Linked DNA regions of Mus musculus: regions 1, 2, 4 and 5 are each linked to region 3. The links are chromatin contacts, called in public ChIA-PET, HiChIP or PLAC-seq and promoter capture Hi-C maps. All regions are on one chromosome and are shown on one strand. The core of a region is the stretch at or near the end of the contact, and the rest is flanking DNA. Distances in the headings are between cores, read along the strand shown.

What was found. Promoter capture Hi-C pulls out the DNA fragments that hold promoters and counts their contacts. ChIA-PET counts read pairs in DNA pulled down with a chosen protein or histone mark. HiChIP or PLAC-seq counts read pairs in DNA pulled down with a chosen protein or histone mark.
Region 1: a contact with region 3 is called in a promoter capture Hi-C map of pre-B cells. The contact joins the promoter of Gca here to the promoter of Psmd14 in region 3. A contact is called at or near these places in 5 of 39 promoter capture datasets (embryonic stem cells, erythroid cells, liver and 2 more), 3 of 115 datasets of contacts at active chromatin or transcription factors (astrocytes, embryonic stem cells and large pre-B cells) and 2 of 9 other capture datasets (adipose tissue and embryonic stem cells).
Region 2: an RNA polymerase II ChIA-PET map of memory CD8 T cells shows a contact between it and region 3, with 35 read pairs. The contact joins the enhancer-like site here to the promoter of Psmd14 in region 3. A contact is called at or near these places in 3 of 39 promoter capture datasets (the C10 cell line, hippocampal neurons and pre-B cells), 6 of 115 datasets of contacts at active chromatin or transcription factors (the 230-238 cell line, bone marrow-derived macrophages, large pre-B cells and 3 more) and 2 of 9 other capture datasets (liver and pancreatic islet).
Region 4: an H3K4me3 HiChIP or PLAC-seq map of pro-B cells shows a contact between it and region 3, with 6 times the contacts expected there. The contact joins the promoter of Fap here to the promoter of Psmd14 in region 3. A contact is called at or near these places in 9 of 39 promoter capture datasets (the C10 cell line, the HPC-7 cell line, cranial neural crest and 5 more), 1 of 115 datasets of contacts at active chromatin or transcription factors (pro-B cells) and 1 of 9 other capture datasets (macrophages).
Region 5: a contact with region 3 is called in a promoter capture Hi-C map of pre-B cells. The contact joins the promoter of Dpp4 here to the promoter of Psmd14 in region 3. A contact is called at or near these places in 16 of 39 promoter capture datasets (the C10 cell line, the HPC-7 cell line, cranial neural crest and 9 more), 11 of 115 datasets of contacts at active chromatin or transcription factors (the 230-238 cell line, T-cell acute lymphoblastic leukemia, bone marrow-derived dendritic cells and 5 more) and 2 of 9 other capture datasets (embryonic stem cells and liver).

Annotation. Positions count from the first base shown.
Region 1 is chr2:62,661,638-62,665,723 of GRCm38.p6, forward strand. Gca (grancalcin) reads left to right here and starts at 2,690. Exons shown (of 8, transcript NM_145523.3): 1 at 2,690-2,822. The coding sequence starts at 2,796.
Region 2 is chr2:62,387,180-62,391,792 of GRCm38.p6, forward strand. All of the region lies in intron 2 of Dpp4 (dipeptidylpeptidase 4), which reads right to left. Among named protein-coding and RNA genes, the nearest start is that of Dpp4, 23 kb to the right of the region's middle. Within about 2 kb of position 3,237, at least 108 of the 459 cell types and tissues checked have an H3K27ac peak or open chromatin away from gene starts, as enhancers often do. A contact at or near this core is called in the 230-238 cell line, liver, memory CD8 T cells and 3 more, where this site is marked.
Region 3 is chr2:61,710,002-61,714,525 of GRCm38.p6, forward strand. It overlaps Psmd14 (proteasome (prosome, macropain) 26S subunit, non-ATPase, 14), which reads left to right and starts at 1,693. Exons shown (of 12, transcript NM_021526.2): 1 at 1,693-1,872.
Region 4 is chr2:62,572,599-62,576,973 of GRCm38.p6, forward strand. It overlaps Fap (fibroblast activation protein), which reads right to left and starts at 1,423. Exons shown (of 26, transcript NM_007986.3): 1 at 1,248-1,423; 2 at 841-925. The coding sequence starts at 1,253.
Region 5 is chr2:62,409,566-62,414,098 of GRCm38.p6, forward strand. Dpp4 (dipeptidylpeptidase 4) reads right to left here and starts at 2,666. Exons shown (of 26, transcript NM_010074.3): 1 at 2,221-2,666; 2 at 1,650-1,734. The coding sequence starts at 2,226.

The DNA.
Region 1 (4,086 bases), core at 1,440-3,939, 950 kb after region 3:
GTTCTTTCTCAGTCTGTGTCTCCTTTTATTTTGAAGCAGAGTTTAACACTGGCCTGGAGCTTGCTTACTATACTTGGCTAGCCCACCAAGCAGCCCTGGGAATCATTCTATCTCTATCTCACTGGGGTTGGGATTACAGGCTCAATCAGGTTGTTGTAATCATATAAACTTCATCGCCACCAGAAAATATGTCTCCTGTATTAGAGAAATGGTTACATTATTATTTGGGGACTGATTTTTCTTGGTCAAAGCAAGATGCTTTCTCTTCTGTTTGCCTAGTTAATTTACCTACTGTCATTCTTTATATTCTTTAAATATTTTATTTTTAGCAATGTAAATAATTCTTATAATATTTTGAAATTTTATAGTTGGAGGTGGAGAGGGAAGGAAAAATTGAGACCATATACAAGCAAACTGTGTGAATTCTGCCTTCATCTCTGATACCAGCTGTGCAGCTGTGGTTATTTGAAATAACAAACAACCTTACTTTTCACTCTAGTAAGAAAAATGACAGCACATGCCTGATGCAGTCCTGTATTGAAGAATAACACTTTACAACTTACAGTGTCTGTTACCTGGTGTTCAGTCAACACAGAAAGCCATGTTGCTGAATAATGAACAGCTTATGATTTAAGGCACATACATGCACACATATGTATATTTAGTGCATATGTATACTTAGTAAAGTTACCAAACAATATGGAATAGTTTTCATAATATTATACATGTTATTCCACATTAATATGGAGTATTCCATAATAATATGAAATAGTCTTCATAAGATACTATTGCCTATTCAATGCTAACTGAATCATAAAGACAAGTTATTACTATTTAAAAACATCTGTGGGCTAAAGTGAATTTTTCAAAACACAGTTTATAATACTGCAAAATTTGTACTTTAAATTTTGGATTTAGAAAGCCTGCCATAGGCTGTGGATTTGAAAATCCTTTCGGTATCTACCTCTACCTCCTTTTCTCCAAGGAAGATACATTGTCAGTATTTGGTATTTTGTCCTACTTGCAAGCTAACAACAAGCTTGCCAGTTTTCATACAAGTTGGCAGAGGCATGGATTCTTGGGTCAGAAACAAAGGGCTTCATTACTGAAAGTACAATAGAGGCCTGGGCAAAGCTCCCTTGGGCCAGTGGGAGAGTCCCTGAGAGCACTCAATTACGTAAGCACTGGGTTTGCTATCAAACTGAAGGAAGCCTGTGTTTAGGTAAGTTTAGTTTCTTTAAAAGAGCTGTTAGCAAAGGAGTACAAAGTTTGTTCTGGAGGGAAAATACCATCTTCGAAAGTGGACATGTAGACATGAAATGAATCTATGGAGATCTGATTCCCAGGGTACAGAAAGGCAATGCTTCAGAGAACCTGTTTTGATAAAAAGAAAGTACAGAAAAATTCTAATCTTAAATTTGGATTAGTGTCGCAATTACAGACAACACTTCCTAAGCACTTTGCATATGCAGTTTGTCAATTAGAATACAGCTTTGCATGGATTTCTTCTGCTAAGAGAATCACCTGCTACCTACTGAGTCACACTCTCATTTATTTTATCAAGCAGGTTTTTATTCTACTTCTCTTTGAATAGATCCCAATATTAGCTAAAGAAATAGCTACTGCTGCAGAAACTGCCACTTTCTCAATAGTAGGGTGGATACTAGCAACTTGCATCTTTCTGCCTCTTCTGATAAAATTGTTTCACAAGGTTCAACACGTTCTTCCGGCTGTAGTACAGCAGAGCGATTGTTAAATTACTCAGGGCTGCAAGGCTGATTTCCTCTGTCAATACTTAACAGTTGTTGATGGGCTTAGTTTTTAATATTAGCTCTTTTCTTTTTCATAAAGAAATCAAAATGGTATCCCTTTTGTTTATAAGTTAATTCCAAAGCTTCCCTCTTCTTCTGAATTCTAGACTTGGAGAAACAAAATTCAGGAATTTCAGAGAAAAGCAGGCTTGTCCTTCCTTTTTGCAAAATGATAAAAACCAAGATGTTCTCTTGATGTTTATAATCAGATATAATCATGTATTAATAGTTTTCTCAAAAGTTGAATCACTGGTAAAGTTACTAAATACTATGGAGGACACCATGTAAGCAATGTAAACAATATTCTAAAAAGCAGATGTATTTTTTGTTCAGTATTTGGGACATACAGATTTTAAAAATCTCTTCAAAAATCAAATTCAATAGATATCCTGTATTTTTATTTGCTATTTTTGGCAACTGTGGCCACCATTTATCTATAAAACTACAAATAGCCTTTCTCACATTAGGTATCAAGTGTGGCAGGCAATAGCTATGGTGGTCATGGTTTTGAAACTCTGATCCTGCATCCACACGACACAGAACCGTGAGTAACTACAAAGTTACAATTATCTGGTCCAAAGGAAATACGGATAGGCTACAAGAAGTCATCACCTGGTGGGTTTGGGGTTTCTACTGAGAAAAGTAACTCTAGGAGTTGATGGCCTGGAGAAGCTCTCCTTGGAGGGTGGGGAAATAACTGTGGAGGAGGCTTCTGGTAAGAACTCGAAAGAACCAGTAAGAGAGATGGACTGGAATCCAGGAGACAGGCTGCAGCCAATCACAGGTGAGATGGGCGGGGCTTGCTCTGGCAGGGGTGGGCCTGTGGTCGGGGGCGGGACTCCAGGCAGAGCCGGCTCACCGGAGCGGAGGTGCGCGGCACTGCGCTCGGACCTTCCGCACCTGTCGCACGCACTTGCGCTTTCCCCGCTCTAAGCCGCGCTGACGCTGACTTACTGGTGACGCGTTACTTTCGATCGCCTGGTCATGGCCTACCCGGGATACGGAGGGGCGGTAAGTCCTCGCGAGCTGTGGCGACCCCGCGGGCCGCATCACCATGCGGAGTTCACCCTGTGGCCCTGGCAGTGACCTCTGGTACCAGGCGACGCCGGGACACCGTAAGGTGCTAGAAGCTAGGGCTGGGCGGGGCCCTGCGCCCAGGGGAGAACCGCGAGCTGGAGTCTGGTCCAGAGCCTCAAGAAACGTCCTTGTCCAGGCGGTGGTGTGAAGTGTTTGTGCTTTCTAGATTTTGTTTATAGAGTGGAGGAGCAAAAGACCATGTCTTGTTCCATTTACCTTTTGTGATTTATCCCCAACTTAAGTAGTTTTTCTAGTTATCTTTTTACCACCATATCTTGTCTTTTAAGTTGCTTATGAAAAAAAAAATTGAGATGTACGTTCAGTGCCTCCTAAACTTTTCTTTTTCTATAGTACCAAGCGCGACCGGATTTTCTAGACTTTGCTTTTGGAGGGGTTCGGCTGTTCCCTCTTCTGTAACCTTAATCCTCAGTACCTCTGAGAGTTTCAAGTCATTATTGCAACCTGTGGGTAGACCCTTCCTCTTTCGAAAGAAGCTAAACTTTCACTCCCCTCATCAATGTTCTGCCCAGTGAGGCCGGCTATGTAGTGTGGCTGGGCAGTGGTCACTGCAGTGCTGGCAGAAGAGAGCAGATTTCCTAGGCCTGTTGCTATTTGTTGTTCCCTAAAAAGAGACATTAGTGTTTTGTTACAGATAGGTGTAGACATTGACATGTGATTATGGGCTTCAAAAAATAATCCCTACCCTTGGGAGTAAGTGATTAGCTTAAAAAGTAATTTTTCAGTTCTAGGCCTTCAGCTTCAATACACACTTTACTGAAACTGGTTTGCTTGTAGTTACTTGCTTGAATTCCAGCTAGCATTGTGCACTTTCAAATATATACTCCTCATTAGTCATTTAAATGGACTGAGAACGTCCTTAAGGTAATGTTATCAGTCCACCTTTTAATACTTGTTATATTTAGTTGTTATATTAAAAAAAAATAGAAAGTAGTTTTTGCTAGGAGATACACCTTTGTCTAATAAAGTATATATTTCACGGGATGCATTTCCAATAAATTTTCATTTGTTTAATGATTATTTATCAGAGATAGCTGAGGATGTAGCTTAGTTGGTAGAGTGTTTCCCCTGGGTTGGATCCTCAGAACCACATAAATTGGGCATGTTAGCCTGGCCTGAAGTCCCAGCCCTTGAGAGGTGGGGGCAGGAACTACAAGAGTTCAAGGTCATTCTCAGCTTG
Region 2 (4,613 bases), core at 1,987-4,486, 680 kb after region 3:
AAGAGGAAAATATTCAGTAAGGTAGAGTAGCTCAGTTTTAGATAAAATAATATACCTGTGCCCAAAATGTTAAAATAAGCCTCACAGCATGCAAAATATGCCTTGAAAGATTTCAGTTTAGTCAGTGGAGTAAGAATTCCTTGAAGTGTTTAATATTATGGAAGCAAGTTTCACTGAGAATATCTAGATCAGCAATATTATCAGAAATGTAATCAGTTCATTTTCTAGCAGCCATAGCTGAAGACAAAGATAATTTAATTATATGGCATATTGTATTTAGCACAACATGTAAAAATATTATCATTTCAGCCTATAACCAATATTTAAATGTTATTAATGAGAGTTTCCATAATCGTTTTTGTACTAATTCTTTAAAATCTGGTACCTAGATTTGACTTAGAGCTCATTTCATTTTAACTATGTTCATTTCATGGTGATAAGTACATGAGACCAGTGACTGATATAGGAGATGGTGTAGGACCAGATCTGCCTTCTGCTGAGGCCTTCAGAACATCCCAAGTCCTTTTGTTCTTCAGAGACCTTTGGTGTATTCAGATCTTGGTTTCTATCACTATTCTTCACTATTCTACTTGGTAGAATCAGTGGAGCTCTATATTCTGCTAGTAGGGACTCAAATTCAAATAATTTTTAAAAAATTTCCCCCCAGGGCATTGGTGGCACATGTCTTTAAGCCCAGCACTCTGGAGGCAGAGGCAAGCAAATCTCTGAGTCTACAGAGTGTGTTCCAGGACAGCCAGGGCTACACAGAGAAAGTCTGTCTAAACAAAGGACCACAATAACAACCACAACAACAAAAACATGGTTTTTGTTATAGTGTATGTATGTGTGTGTGTGTGTGTTTGTGTGTGTGTGTGCTTGCTTGAGAAAAACCACGCATGCCATTGAATATGAGTAGAAGTAAGAGTACACTTTGCAGGAACTGGTCCTCGCCTTCCTTGCCTTCCTTTACACTGCATCTGTGATCTAACTCAGATCTTCTGGCTTGGTAGCAAGCACCTTTAACCCACTGAACCATCTTGTTGGTCCCCGGAATCATTTTTCTTATGATCTCTTATTTCCTTCCACTTCCATATAAATAGGAACAAGTACCTGTTGATACTTGTTTTCTAGGTGTTGTGACTTCAAGTTCTCAATTGCTGTCCCTCCTCCATACCACCAACAAAATGCCTTTCAGCCTGGTGAAGCTCCCTGCATTTCTTTGTTAGCTCCAGGAGCATTTGAAAGTCTTTATGTGGCACTAGCCGGCCTCCGTTGTCTGATAGAGCATTCTCTTCTCAGCTCATGTCCACAGCCTCCAGATGCTGTCTCAGCCAGCCATGTGATCAGCGACTGAACACAGGCACAGCCTCTGCCTTTCCCACCTCTGCTACTCATCCTCACCCATTTCCCTGTAAAGGCTTCCCCTGCTTTTGTTCGCTGTCTCTTTAACTGTTTCATGATGGCTTCCATTCTGCCCTCCCTAATTTGCTCCTCATATCAGTTTACGACTTGTGTTGAGAGCTATTTTTAATTAAATTTATTCCTTAAAAATTTTATATATGTATACAGTGCACTCACCCCTGTCAATTCCTACTCTTCCCTACGAGTCCTCATTCCAAGTTCACGTCTTTGTTTTGTGAGCCACTGCACTTAATGAGAGCCATCTAAGTGAGCATGAATATGAAACTCTGTACTGCGGGCTGGTGGGTAAACCAGCAGATGCACAGCTCAATATGAATCCCCTCTCTCAGAATCCACCGGTAGCCAGCATGGGTAGGGCCCCATGAGTTCCTTTCTCATCCATGAACTGACTGTTGGCAGAGCCAGACTTGTGTAGGCAGCTTTTCTACTGTGAGTTCAAGCTTGAAATAGCTGTGTCGCTGTATTATGCAACCCATCTCCCTATCTTCTGGCTCTTCGAAATGCTTCCTAGGCCTTCAAAGGATGGCATGGATATTGTGTTTAAGGCTGAAGACTCAAAAAATTCCTTATTAGCATTTGAGCTGGTAGAAGTCCCTGAGTTCAGCACCATGGCAGAGTTACTTATTAAGGAGGGTAACTAAATTCTGTCTGATTCAAGACCCACTCCACACAAGGGAATTCATGTCTGATACTATAAACTGGTAAAATCTCATACCTGAGGTGGTCTCAGACCCCACTGGATAAACATACTATTGTTGTTTAGCTAAACTGATGGAACCTGCCTTCTAGATATGTGTTCATATACACATAGCCATGAATGCCACTCTTAGCCTTCACAAGGGAAGCGTCTCTGTAAAGGGAACCATCTTCGCAGTGAGAAGAGCCTCTGTGTTCACTGTGCAGGCTTCACAGCCAGGCCATGTGCTTTTTAAACAACAGGACTTGCCCAGTGAGATAATATGATGGACACACACACACACACACACACACACACACACACACACACACACACTCACAGGCAGAGGCAGAGGTTTTATTACTTTTTTTTGGTATCTTCATTCTATTTTTATTTTTTTATTAGGTATTTTCCTCATTTACATTTCCAATGCTATCCCAAAAGCCCCCCATACTCCCCCCCACTCCCCTACCCACCCACTCCCACTTTTTGGCCCTGGCATTCCCCTGTATTGGGGCACATAAAGTTTGCAAGACCAAGGGGCCTCTCTTCCCAGTGATGGCCGACTAGGCCATCTTCTGATACATATGCAGCTAGAGACATGAGCTCCGGGGTACTGGTTAGTTCATATTGTTGTTCCACCAATAGGGTTGCAGACCCCTTTAGCTCCTTGGGTACTTTCTCTAGCTCCTCCATTGGGGGCCCTGTGTTCCATCCAATAGCTGACTGTGAGCATCCACTTCTGTGTTTGCCAGGCACCAGCATAGCCTAACAAACACTTTGCCCCTTCTTAGAATTGGAAACAAAACACCCATGGAAGGAGTTACAGAGACAAAGTTTGGAGCTGAGACAAAAGGATGGACCATCTAGAGACTGCCACACCCGGATATCCATCCCATAATCAGCCTCCAAATGCTGACACCATTGCATACGCCAGCAAGATTTTTCTGAAAGGACCCTGATATAGCTGTCTCTTGTGAGGTTTTATTACTTAATGTAAGATGTTATCACATAAGTATTACAAAAAAAAATTCCTTTACACAAAGTAAAGTTATTCATTCACTTCACTCCAGAGACAAATCACAAAGAGCCTAACATCTTTCTCCACACTCTCAAACATTTTCATGTGCATGGAAACACCTAACCACAGCACCTGCCACATCACAAGCAGGCCAGTAAAAGCTGCCCTTTGTGTTACTCTTTTCAAAGCCCATGGGAAAGTAATTCTCTTATAGAAACTGTCCTTTCCAACGAAGTTTTTAACAGTAGTTCCTTTTGAGCTAACCTGATAATATCCGACTTTTGAACCTTCTCCTTCCATAGATAAAACTGCTACATTCTCCTTGTTAGCTCACAGACGTTGTTTAATCCAATAGCTGACTGTGAGCATCCACTTCTGTGTTTGCCAGGCACCAGCATAGCCTAACAAACACTTTGCCCCTTTTTAGAACTGGGAACAAAACACCCATGGAAGGAGTTACAGAGACAGTTTGGAGCTGATAATTTTAATTGATAATTAATTAAAATTAATAATCGAGTCCAGATTCCTTGGGATTACCTAGTATCCAGTGGGCCATTATTCCCTTCCTGCGCCCCTCTTAGCACCCCTCTGGCACTGCTCAGCCTGTTCTCACATCAGCACATAGCTTTTCTAAGCTCCTCATCTGTGCCTCACTCTGGTTCCCTTCAGCTTATGACATTCTTGGGGATCTACACGCAGATCAAGGAAGATGACTCACGGCGCGTATACACCCGCAGGGCCTACACCAGCCCTGCCTTGTGTAAGGTTCACTTAGGTGCTCAGGAAGCTGAATGCAAACCACTTTTTATCTGTTCACAAACAGTCCCAGAGTCTGGCCACACTAGAGCAAGTCGAACAACAACTACTCCCTGTGGGTTGGTTTTTGGGTTTTTTTTTTTTTTTTTTAGTTTTGTTTTTTATCTTGCCGTTTGATGAGCAGGACACATTGGAAGACAGTTTGGAAACATCTAGATAAGCGAGTTCTGTGAGATTCGAGTGCCAAGTCCAGGTTTTGACCTTTATCAGCTTCACAGTTTGCTGGCAAGGTACACCCTTCCGACTCTTACAGGACGTGCTCATGTTCCTGTTTCTCCTTCCTCGTCTTCTTGCTCCTTGACAGGGCACTGCTGCAGCAACAGATGCAGGTCCTTGGCTGCTGCTATGGTTTTCGTGGTGCGACCCGGGACACGCCGTTCACTTGACTTATTGATTTAAAGCCTTGTGCCAGCCAAGGAAAGCAGTTGATCATGTGGTACCCATCAGCTCATAAACAAATGCAATCTCTTGAATTTAGAATCTTAGGGAAGACATTAGCTGTATTCTGCTTTATTTCCTTGGCTTAAAGAACTAAGATGAGCCATGTAAAAATGACATTTGTCAATCATAAACATCAGAAGAGCAGCATTCAAAATGGTTCAGCCTAGTAATGAAGTCTCACCAAAGGCTATGGTATAATGAATCCTAGCTTCAAGGTCAGAATTACTTATAAATCAA
Region 3 (4,524 bases), core at 443-2,942:
AGAAAAGGTCACTGAATCCTCTGGAGATGAAGTTACAAGCAGTTTGCCGCCCACTGTGGTTGCTGGAAAATGAACTTGGGTCTTCTGGAAGAGCAGCAAAAGTGAAAGTGATTAGTAGCTGAGCCACCTCTCCAGGCCCAGTAAGACTTAACCACTGTCTTATTAGGGTTTTACTGCTGTGAACAGACACCATGACCAAGACAACTCTTATAAGGACAACATTTAATTGGGGCTGGCTTATAGGTCCATTATCATCAAGATGGGCAGCATCTTGATGATATCAACATAGCAGCATCCAGGCAGGCATGATGGTACAGGAAGAGTTGAGAATTCTACATCTTCATCTGAAGGCTGCTAGCAGAATACTGTCTTCCAGGCAGCTAGGATAAGGGTGTCAAAGCCCACACCCACAGTAACACACCTACACCAACAAGGCCACACCTACTCCAACAGGGCCACACTTTTTAAATAGTGCCACTCCCTGGGGCAAGCATATACAAACCATCATAACCATATTCTTGTAATAGCCATATTCCTTTTGAGTTTTACTAAAGGGGAATGATTCTGTAATCCATTCTCTTCTACCATTCAGTAGTTCCATGGTGATTTTTGAGTCAGGAATGCTTTTAAAAAAAATTAGGGCTGGTGAGATGGCTCAGTGGGTAAGAGCACCTGACTGCTCTTCTGAAGGTCCGGAGTTCAAATTCCAGCAACCACATGGCGGCTCACAACCATCCATAACAAGATCTGACTCCCTCTTCTGGAGTGTCTGAAGACAGCTACAGTGTACTTACATATAATAAATAAATAAATAAATAAATAAATAAATAAATAAATAAATCTAAAAAAAAAAAAAAAAGAAACGCTTTAAAGATGCATTTTAACATATTTGAGAAAGTGGGAGTAATCCATAAACATGGTGAGTGACCTAAACGGCGTCCCAGGATGTGATAGAAACTTGCCAAAGTTAATTTGAGTAACTTTGTTTTGAAAATCTAACACAAAGATAAAAGGCCGTTATCGTTTAATTATGTAGAGAAGTAGTTTTTTTTCAATACGTATTGAAACAGCTGAAAATAAGAGGCAGGAACACTGGAAAAACGTCAAATTTCCTTGAGGTTCCCCCCCCCCCCCCCCCCACACACACACAGGGTTTCTCTGTGTAGCCCTGGCTGTTCTGGAACTCACTTTGTAGACCAGGTTGGCCTCGAACTCAGAAATCCGCCTGCCTCTGCCTCCCAAGTGCTGGGATTAAAGGCGTGCACCACCACCGCCCGGCCTATAACCCCTTTTTTAGGCAGTGAAGGCAAGAAGAGGTAAACTTGTATGCGGAAAGAGCCTGTATATTTCTAACCATCTCCCTATCCCCCACCCCTTTAATTTTTGCTTTTCAAGTGACCAAGAAAACCTTAATTCAACCTTTTACATTTTGAGGAAGGCCACAAAGGCGAAGGACAGAACCAAGCCAAGTCTAGCCTCCACAAGGCTGATAACTCCAAAATTCCCAAAGCATGGAGACCTCAGTGAAGCAGGATTGGCACTGTGAAAAAAACCAGGAGGGCGGAGCAGCTCGCCTGACTTCCGCCTCGCGGGGACCGGGACCAGGCGGCCTGCGCGTGCGCTGTGTGCTCCTCCGCCCCCAGCCGGCTCCGCCCCCCCCCCCCCCCCCCCCGCCGGCTCCACTCCCCGGCGGACTCCAATTGGCGGTAGAAGAAAGGAAGCCGAAGGAAGCCGGGAACCCGGAAGTACTTCTCTGCAGAGGCCTGGGCGACTCTTTTGAATGGAATCGGGCTGATTCATCGCCTGTTCTCCGAGCCAGGTCCTTGTTGAGTGTGAGGCGCTGCCCTCGCCGCCGCGTCGCCACAAGGCCAGGTAGGATGCAGACCGCGAGCTCTCTTCAGGCGGCCTCAGCCGAGCCCCGAGGCGGGCCTGGGACGTCCGGGAGCCTGCCTCGCTAGGCCGCCTTCAAGCCTTGGGCTTTCCTGAGTCACGTTGCCCAGCCAGGTTGCCGGTGGAGTCCGGGGCCTGATGGGATTGCGGACCCCTTGGTCCTTTCTTCCCTCACCTCCGGGTGTCCGGCAGGGTTAGGGCTGGATGTCATCTCCTTGCAAACGTTTCTGCTTCCCTCTAGCTTGGGAACCTTTAACCCATCAACTGGCAGAACCCTGTTTATGATCTACGTGTGTTCGTCTTTAGATCTTCCTGTGTTGAAAAACTTCCAGTCCAGGGAAGAAAAGGAGCGAGGATGTTCGCTTAATCGTTTGTCCTGCTAGCTTTAAAAACCTTCAGAGAGGCATGCTTTTAATCCTGAATGTTTTTAGAATAAAGTTGGGTTATTCCTGCTATGCCATTACTTCTTGTACTGCTCCACTTGAGTACTGGTCTGTGAATGGTTACATGTCCATTTTTGAGTAAAGTAGAAATCAACTACCGCTGCTGCGGGTTATTAGAACTCAGTTTTCCCGTGGGTCGATCGAACTCAGTGTCTGCCAAAGAATGATGCCCGCATTTCAAAAGAGTCTTAAGAAATTTGGGAACGCTTTGTTTACTTATTAATTTGGAGATAGGTTCTTACTCAGTATATCTGCTTGGTCTAAAACTAATTATGTACACCAGGCTGGCCTTAAATTAATATAATCCTGCCTCAGTTTACCAAGTGTTGAAGTTAAAGGCATGTAATTCCACTTTAGCACGGAGTGAAAAAAAAGTTAAAATGGCAACCAAGTTCCACGTCATGGCTGTGGTAGTTTGTAATTGGCCCCAATAGGCCCATAAGGGAGTGGCACTATTAGGCAGTGTGGCTTTGCTGGAGGAAGTGTGTCACTGTTGGGGTGGGCTTTGAGGTGTCATAAGCTCAAGTGTGGCACACAGTCTTCTGCTGCCTGTGGATCAAGATGTAAAACTCTGAGGTACCATGTCTACCTGCATGCCACCATGCTTCTCACCATGATGAAAATGAACCTGTAAGCTAGCCCCAATGAAATGTTTTCTACAAGAGGTGCTGTGGTCATAGTGTCTCTTCACAGCAATAGAATCTTCAAGACAGTGGTAAACACTTCTAATGCCAGAATTCAGGAGGCAGAGGCAGGCTGATCTCTGAGTTGAAGACCAGCCTAGTCTACAAAAACGAGTTCTGAGCCAGTTAGGGCTATACAGTGAGATCCTGTCTCACAAAAACAACAACAACAACAAAAATAATATGAAAGCGCTAGTAAAGATCTAATTTATAGAAAAGGCCTTAAATGTTAGCAAAGAAATACAGTTCTCATGTGAACACTCGCAGTACTAGGGAGGAAAAGGTGGGGAGAATCTTCTGCTGTTTGAGGCCGGCCTGGTCTGTGTAACCGATTATAGGTCAGGCTGCTGCTGGTTCTGCTTTTCTGTTTGTTTTTGAGATGGCTTCTCCCTACACAGCCCAGGCTAACCACTGCCTGATGGGATCTTCCTGCTTTAGCCTCCACAGTGTAGTGTTGGAATTACAGGTATGTGCATCAGTACCCAGCCTAAAAATTGGTTGTACTGCTGCAAACATAATGTAAGTAAAGCAACAAGACAAGCACTTAACGTTGAAGTTGGAAACTGGACAGATTGTCAATGTGGATAATTAATATAATGGTGCCCGTCTTGCCATGTTACCTCAATCAATGGTTTGTTTTTTAATGTTTAAATTCTATTGCTTAGGGCCTTGAGAGAGTTCCTGCAGAGTACCTGGGTTCTATTCCCAGCACCCATATCCAGTGACTCACAATGGATTGTAACTCCAGCTCTGCAGATGTCCTGGGGTACCTGTACTGATGTGTAGATACCCTCCCCCCACACAATTAAAACAATACAAATAAATTGTATGTCTTAAAGTGCATAGGTTGTATATGTAGACATAATTAAGATAAACAGTGGCTCATCATTAACTATAGTGAATGTGTTTTGGTAAAGAACTGAAAGTTGTTTTGAATTTGCCTAAAACAAAGTTAAATCTTGTCAAAAGAACAACATTTTGAAGTTCTGATCTTTTATTTTACTCTCACCTGTTGGATTTGGGACGTTTATCCCACCCCCACCCAATAAGATCTTTGATAATAAAACATTGTTATTGTAGTTAAAAAGCTGGATTTTTAACTTCAGGGACTGGATTCATCTCCTTTGTATACTTGCCATATAAACACTATACCTAGTACCTAGATTCAGAATCATTTGAAAGTCAGTAACAGGAAGCAGTTGTGCCTTTTTGGTGAATATTTTGCTTAGATGTTGTAATTAGCGACCATGTGGTAGATAGCTATGTTTCTTTTAAGACTAAATTCGCAGTCTTCTACATGGAGGTTGGAGTGGAATCCTGTTTTTTAATTTTTAAAATACTGATTCACTGATTGGTGTTTGTAGGAGATGGGGGAGACAGATACAGGTGGAGACAGTTGGATACAATGGCTGTGAAAAGGGGAGAAGTCTGATGGCATCCAGAAGTCAGTTCAGCACTTCCACCATTTGGGTTCTGGGGCTCAAACTAAGACATCAGGCTAAGCAGTA
Region 4 (4,375 bases), core at 173-2,672, 860 kb after region 3:
TCGGAGCATTTGTTCTTCCCAGATCCTATAGTACAGTCTCTGTCACTGTTACATTACATCTCTGCTTTAGAAGCATACATTGCTGTTCATAAGAAGGTTTGGAATAATAGGGGCATAGTTTATTACCAATGGATAATATTAAAATTAAAACTAGTTTCAAAATCAGTGCATAACATCTTCTAGGTCTCAGTCAAGTGACATTGTTGCCAGCCTAAGCCTTTCTGTAAAAATAAAAAACAAACAAACAAACAAACAAACACCCCAACCAATTTACCTTGATAATGTTTGCGTAACTGTAACAAGCCTCTTAATTGAATGACTAATTGCTACTATATATAGAACAAGAGTTTTACTTTTCCTATATGGCTATTCCTGAGATTTCTATTCTGAACATCTTCCTTAAATTTTTTGGAAGCACTATTTAGTGATTTCAAAGCCTCCATAGGTTCTTTTTTTAACGTTTCTATTCTTACTCATTATTTTTTTTCTTGCTACCAGGCAAATCTAGTAATAGAAAACAATGCTAGTTAAAAATACAGTCTTGAGAGGCCTATCAAAGCTTGTCTTCTGCGTGTATTTTGGGGGGGTGGTGGGAGGGGTACAGAATAGCTCTCAGGTTTTTCTGTTGCTGAAATAACACTGTAAAGCTCTTCCTACCCTTACATCGCCAGTATTTCTGGTCTTACACACAACATAACTGTGAACTTATACGTCTTCTTAGAAATAACAGGCTTACTTTGGAAAATAGGCACTTAGGAAATGTTCACCCATTTGAGTTCACACGTTGGTACATTTTCCAGGCTACGCTAGGCAGATGGAGTGAATCAGAAAATTTCTTACCTCTTGAGGGACGTAAGACAATGCATATCACCACTAAAGCAAGCGCAGCCAGGGTGGTAACTCCAAAGACAGTTTTCAGCCATGTCTACATAGAAGAAAATTCGGTTTGGGCTTAGTTCCTCCTGAGAAATGGCAAGATTTTGTCTAACCCTAGATCCTACTTCTCCTTCCCCACAGAGCTTTTGATTGTGTTCCACTGGTCTGGCGGTGATTGCTGGAGCCTTTCCAGTTCTGCTAAGACAAATGTTTCTACAGTATATTTAGAGCCATTTTCTAATCCTAACACACACCGGGAAGTGATACTCAACACACAAATCCCCACCTTCTCTAAAGAATAGAAAACTCTGACCATACTCAGCCCAGGCAGCCTCTACTCTGCGGTCGTCCCCGAGACGGCACGCACTAACCTTCATTTTTCCAGATGTTTTTGCAAGTTAGCTGATTCTCACTGCACAGCGTGGGTCACCGCATCTGTGAAAACTGTTGAAAAGAAGCAAGTCTGTCTTCCACTTGGAAGCTGAAGTCAGGACATGAGTTGCTTCCCGCTCCCCTCCTCCCTTTCCCACGGACTTTTGACTACCGTGCCAAATTTCGAAAGATTTCTGTAAAATTAGAAACAGATTTTGGGGGCGTTCTTGGCCTTTAAGTGAACTATGAGTGGCTGGAGGGAGGCTCTAGAGCTCTCTCATCCTTGTAAATTTACACCAACATCTGCTTAAGTTGTCATACAGAGGCCGTTTTATTTCACCTTTTTGTTGTTGTTCAGGTTTATATTTCATATTCTCCTCAAAAATCACTCGAGTCACTTTAGTAACAATCTTTTCTACACTCCTCTTGTTTGCAGCTGAGAGGAAGGATTTCAAATGGAGAAACTTTTTGAGGGTGCATTGTACATATCAAATGTTTGGGGAAGGGAAGAACAGTGGAGCCAAATCCGGCTTTGTGAGAGGTACACGGTGTGACTGCACACTCTTCTCCCGGGAGCCTATGAGGTGCTGCAGGCACAAATGTTTTTCTTTCAGCACAATTTCTTTGTCCGTATAGCACCATATGCACTTTCAGTAAATACAGAAGTTTAAAAATTCAACTGTCTAAACCCACGGCTGCTTTCCTTTAAAGAAATGAAGCGCCATCTGTTGAAATGTAGTATGGGTTAGGTGTGTTTGCACAGGCTAGAAAGATGGAAAGATCAGCGGGAATAATTTGCCAGCAGACCTTTGGAAGAATGGAAATGGCTTTACAAGAGTGATATTTTTGCTTTGCTCTCAGAATATCTTCTGAGAAAGGAGAACATTTAGTAATTATAAAGACCTTAAAATAAATTTTAAAAAGGCAAGTGAAAAGAGAAGTCATGTGTACTTCATTTTGGCTAAGTCCACATATTTCAAAGTGATCGGTCATCTTGGCAGATCAGTAAAATGACTGAATTCACAACACACACACACACACACACACACACACAGACACAATTTTTTTTTAAACCTTCTCTGTGGTCCAGAGCAATTTCCTAGGGCAGATTCCTGGTTTCCACATGGATACTGTTGCTAGAATATGGTGTCTCCAGTTTTTCCATTGCTGGCTTTCTCAAGAAGTTTGTAATATCTTTTGCCTGACTATGCTAAGTTTCATGCTGATCTTTCACAAACTGTGCATGAAAAATAACGAGAAAACATCACTGTTCTGTGTTGCTGTTTGCTTTAGTTGACTGGTCTGGCTGCCACAGGAAACTTTCTCCACCACAAACCAGCACAGTGGCTTGTGAACTTCCTCCCTGCCATTCTCCAGACAGCTGTCCCTGAATTCTAGCCTTAGGAAAGTTCTGGTGAGCAGAGTGAGTCACTAGTATGCATTGGCAGAGAAGAGTATTCAAAGCCCACTGCAGCTCCCGGATGAATCCCACTCCCCATGCGGTTAATGAGCTATCGATTTACAAATTGAAGCAGTACCAGGCATCATCACAGGTGTACAGTGCACTTACTGACATCTCCATGTGCCTTGATTGTGAGGCGTCAATCCGAGAGAAAGCCATCAGCCGGGTCCCATGTGAACTGCCCTCTAGAGGGTCTTCTCAAATTTGTTGCTTTCTTTGGAACATCCACATAGTACTTTCTCAGAACTTCTGTCCCAGCTCGCCAACGCCCACCCCCCCACCCCCCACCCCCAAAAAAATCAGCAAGTCCTTTGTAGTGAGTGATTCCCAAGACCTCCTTTACTAGACAGAAACTAAATGCAATAAGTGATTAAGGTATAATTAAAATGCATACTGCTAGCTTTAGCAATTAATCATTGTCACATGACTGGTAATGGGTACCACTTAGGACTCCAAAGACTCGTCTGACAGGTTTTATGGAGAAATTGGGACATCTTAAGAAGCAACATTAAGTTGAAAGTACTAGTATACGGGGACATTTTAAGGTTGAATAAACATTTTATTTATGTTTGTATTTTCTTTAGAAAGCTGGTTGAATCTAACTAGAACATCTGGGATAGTTCTAGCTGTTTGAACTGTTTTAAGGAGGATGTGACTGGGTAAATAAGTAAAGATGGTCTCTTGCATATAATTTCATAAGTTAGGAATATATTTCTTGTAACAGAGTTACAGACGGGCTTCTGATCTAGCTTATATCCAAGAGAGGTGTTCAAAAGGTGTGGACATTTAACCATTCAATAGCTTTACCTTTTTTCTCTCTCTTTTGGGGGTCAAAATAAAAATACTTTTAACAAGGTTTTTGTTTTTGCTTTTCCACTAAGAAAAGATGTGTGTGTTTGTGTGTGTGTGTGTGCGTGTGTGTGTGTGTGTGTGTGTGTGTGTACAAAATTAACCATGAGAGGGTCTGTTTACTCAGTGAGCATGCTCTCCTATAAGCATGCAAGATTCATCCATTTTTTTTTCCGATCTTGGAGCTCCTGCTGAGTATTTCAGCCTGGAGGTGTGCTAATCAGGTGAGCACCCTGATTAGTTGGAAATTTCTGTATGGACCTGTGAAAGGGGACAGAAAAGACATGTGATGCACTTGTATAATCCTAAAACAAAATCGCATCATTTGTCAGCATGAGAACTTTTCTCATGAAGCAAATCTGGGTATATTGAAATTATACAGAAACAGACAGAATGACATTGATCCATTAAAAGTTAAAGGCATAGCAGTATAATATAGGCTATGACCCACCTCTTTCCAAATAGGGGACACGTAAGGCTTAGTTTGGAATATGATGACATGAGAACATTGAGTAAGTGAGCAATTCTACATCTCAAGGCTATGAACAGATCTTGCTAAAGGTATTTACTAATGAACAGTAGTTGTTTTTCAAAAATGACTCTGTAGTAGTTTGGAGCTGGAATGGCCTCTAGAGACTCATATTGAAGGGTTGGCCCATAGCTGCTGGAATTGAGGGGAGGTATGGAACACTCTAGAAACTTAAGCTGAAGTGAAGAAGCTAGACCACTGGGAATGTATCCTTGGAGGAGACATACAGGAACCCTGGCCCATTCCTGTCTCCGTTTGCTTCCCAGGCACCATCAGGTGAGCAAGTT
Region 5 (4,533 bases), core at 1,416-3,915, 700 kb after region 3:
GGCCCCGAGACCTTTAGAATCCCAGAACACAGAATATGATCATTGTGTGTACTGCTACACAAGACACTCGTGTTTTCTAACTCTTCAAGCCTTTCCAGATTCCTTACAGGATCCTCTTCTTGTCTTTAGAGCAGTGTACTCAAACCTCTCTAGCTTAAATCCTAAGAGTCAGTGAAAGGGGATACATGAGTCTCTCAGGAAGCCCTCTGCAGAGAAACATCCTTGATATTTATTTAGGGAAGAGAGTGGGTGCTATTCATGCAAAAGGGTAGAATAGGCTTTCCAGAGTCTGCATGCTCTACCCAGTAAGATGGAATCCTTACAGTTAACAATAATTTGAGCAAGCTCTTTGGAAAGCAAGATTATGACTTAGACCCCAAGTTCATTCTTTGTCCATCTCCAGTGGGTTTATTCATAGGCCATAATCCCACAAGCTTCCCGTAGGGAATTTTGTTGCTTTGTAGAGAAAAACTAGTCTATCCAGGCTATCCTTTGAGATTGTTTGATTTTAGATAGGACTCATCTTTTTCTCACCCAGATTTTTGAATGTTATTTAATTTTCCTTTTTTTTTAATGTACTTCGAGAAAGACCTCGCTCCTTCTTGGCTGGCCTCAGTTTCTTCTGTAGCTAAAGAAGGCCTTGGTCTTCCTTAGTTCCTGAACAACAGACCTAAGTTTGCCCAAAACAGTAATAATCACTGGTGTCTTGATTAAATATCATCAGCAGAGGGGTCACTGATTAACCTTGGCTCCATCATGAAACCGAGTGATTTTCATAGCTTTATATGCTAATTCTCAGTTGTTGTCTTGAAGTCTGACTAAGACCACCTGACTACATTTCCACCCGGAGAGACTCATTCGGGTGATGACTGATTTAGAATGTGCACAATGTATAGAATGCACACAATGTGTAGTTCATAATTCCCAAGAGAAGAGGAGGGAGGCCCAGATTATCTTCTCCTTAGCTTGCATCCACTCTCTTTTTTGTACCAAAAGCCGGGACTAAACTGGAACATTCTGGCAAGCTGAAAACGCATGCTGGGGACTTTCAAGGAAACAACCCAGAAGAAGTTGACTGATTCTAGGTCACTATGTTAGGCACAGTGGCGATTTAGTGATGCAGTATTTCTAAAATGGTCAAATAATTCCTTCTCCCCAACTGAATCTTCCAACTGGCAGAGTCTCATCACCCTTGAAGGAGAAATCTCTGGGTTTCCTGGTTTAGTTTGTTCTGTTCTGTTTTTCTTTTTCTTTCTCATTCCCCACTCCACTTAAGACATTCTTATTGCCTCATTGCTATGCTTTGGGTCTTCAAAAGCTGCCTTATTTCCTTGGAAGCTCTACAATCAACAGTCTTCTAAAATCAATTTGAGGTTAAGATACTTTCCGTTGAATTTAATAAAAAGAAGCCGCGCCTCTTTCCCAGTGTCAGGAAGTGTGTATTTGTTATACACAACAAAACGAGGAAGCCTCAAGGCCTAAACACTGGAGCCCCCAGAAGCAGCAAATACATTTAGAGACACTTACCAGTCTCTTCAGCCATAACCCAGCACAGGGGTCAAGGCCCCCCAATAAACTGAGCTCGCTTTGAGAGCCGCCTGACCCCGTCTCCAACCACCCTCTCTTTTTAAGATGTTGCAAGGTTCTACCTTTGCTCAGCAGAACTATTGGCACGGTGATGATGGTGACAAGCGCAGCGACACCAAGCAGTCCCAGAAGAACCTTCCACGGTGTCTGCAAGCAGGTCAGATTGCAAACAATTAGAGGGGAAGTCTTTGTTCCTCTCTGCGAAGAGGGTTGGGACTTAGGCCCCTTCAGAGGCAGAGGAGTTTGCAGGTGCACTAGTAGACCTGAGGGGTTTGGCGTTCACTCAGGCAGAAGCCCTTGAATTTTGGCCCTGAGCATGATCTTATGATCTTGTTGGCTTCTCTCCTCCCACCCACCCGTCTGATGCCAAATGAGAGTGCCGCGTGCGTTCCACGGGTGACCGTCCCCGACTTCCAAGGCTCAGTGCCTGGGTCCCAGTAGGACACGCCAGAGATCTAAGCCAGTTCCCGGGACGGACGTGCCTTCACCTGTGAGGGTGGCCCCGTGGCTTCCGCCTAATGGCAGCTCCTGGTTGCCTCCAGGAAAACTGGGGCAGTTTGGAGAGAATCTGTCTAAACACCACCCACAACCCGACCCTCTGGTCCAGGGAGGTGCGACGCGGGGTGCACTCACCTTCATGGTCGGGCGGCTCCTTGAAACTGAACTCTGAAGCTTGAGCGCAGGCAGAAGTCACTGCGCGCAGAGACGGACGTCCTGCGCGGCTGCTCTGCACGCAGTCACCCTGAGCTCGCCGCCAAGTTTCGGCCTGAGTTAAACATTAGTTAGCGCAAGGCGGGCTTCGGTGCACAGTGTGAGCGCGGGGCAGCCGACCCAGCGCGGTAGGACCACTAGGCGAGCCAGGAAGTAGCACGCAGGGCCCCCATGAGTGAGGGATAAGGGGAACAGCGAACCCCCTTTGCTAAAAGAGACATTGCACATTGAGGTTTAACTGTTGCTCCCTTGCGTGGATAATCGAGGCAGCTGAGGTTCAAGCAGGCATGGAGTTTGGCAGATTCACGGCTCACTGCAGAAACTAGCTGCCAGTTCTCTTGTCCCCTTCCCTGAGAGGTCTGTCAGTCTGAGAGAAGGGGTTGGGTGTCCCATGTTATCTGGCTGGCAAAGAAAGAGAAAAGGTGATTGTTCCCTTTTGAATGACACTTCAGGTTGGATATCTGTATTAATCCTCCCTGGGGAATGTTCACTTGCTTTGCCGGAGTCCCTCCCCCCGCAAAAAAGTAACCCTACCGCTTCTTAAGTGGGAAGTTACTTTAAGCATTGTTCTACTCGATTACTGTGTTATTTTATAGGGAGGAAGATTATGCACAACAACATCAAGTCATTCCATGAACTCACTCAGCCACGATGCTATGGAGTTAATACTGAAGCCACTGGACCTTAGTCTTTCATGTCTCCACAATTTGAGGAAGTATATTTCTTTATAAATAGACTAAGGCGCATGCACATGCGCTTGCACACACACACACACACACACACACACACACACACACACACACACACACACACGTCCTCTTAATTATGTATCCCAAGTGTCTGTTTCTACCTCCCTCTCCTACACCTGAAGAAGTTGAGTCAAGACTCAGTGGAGCCTTGAGCCAGAGCTGAAGAGCGCAGTCTAAAAGACCTATAGCGAACAGTATCAGAAGGCTCATCACTGTCCATTGCTGTCAGCCATTCCGGCTCTCAACAAAAGTAATAACCACACCAGCCATGGCCTTAACCTGGAAGCCTGCACCAAGGGTCATTGGATGCATCTACAGAACGGATCATCTTGTTCTCTGGGATTAATTCTTCCTTGTATACACAGTTATTTTCCCACGCTCTGCACATTTTGCGAGTTTTCATTGTACCCGCCTTTTGATGGTGTTTTAAATAAATCCCTAATGAGTCGGCTAGTCAATATATTAGCTACCACTTGAGTTGGCATAGATGCTCTAACCAATCATTTCTGTCCCCACACAGAATGTTCTGTTCCTTAGGGAGAGTTCCTGAGCAGGGCTTTGATATAGCAGCTCCCCCACAGGAGCTGTCATCTTCCTTTGCTAAAGAATGATGCTTCACCTTCCACTGTTCTTTGGTTAGAGGGGACTCTCCATAAAGCCACTGAAAGTGTTGAGGGAGAGACATTACCACAGTGGGAGAAGGCACGGCAGAATCCAGGTTCTCTGAATCTGTGCCCATGTTTGCCTAGTGGGATCTGGTGAGGCTTGTCTCTTCCACAAACACATGCCATTTCCATCTTAAAGTCCAATGTGTTTGCGTCTGCCAACTTCATCATTTGATGATTAGGTTAAACTTTGTTCGTTGTAGAGAACTCATTTGGGTAGTTAGTTGATGATATCTCTTAAAGTGAATCTTCTAAACAAGAATATATATTTAAGGCTCTAACTCCCAGATCTTCTCATTTGGAGATAGGTCCCCCTGGATGTTAAGTTATGACTATTGAACCCAATGTGATTCCTATCATTATAAAATGGTGAAGCAGAGACATACACAGAGGGAAAAATGGCATAAAAGACAGAGGGGTGAAGTGGGCTCTTACAAGCCAAGGAGGCCGAGCACAGGTATTTTTTTTTTCTCACAGTCCTCAGAAGGAACCTTTTGTGGAGGATGCCTTGAGTTCACACTCCTAGGTTCCAGAACTAGGGAGCAAATCACTATTTTTGTTTAACCACCCAGCTTGTGGTAACTAGTCACAGTAGCTCTAGTAAACTGATGGACTTGCGGTCTCGTGGTTGTGCCTTTACCCTCGTTTACAACCTGGGAGCAAGGTAGTTGCTGAAATTCAAAAAGAGAGCAGCCATTTGTCATCATAACCACTGTCAAGGAGGTCCCCGAGTTTTGTCATAATTAATTATAATAACAAATAGCCAAGACCTTGGTGGAAGGCATGGTGGCACATACACCTAATCTCAGGACTGTTGCAAG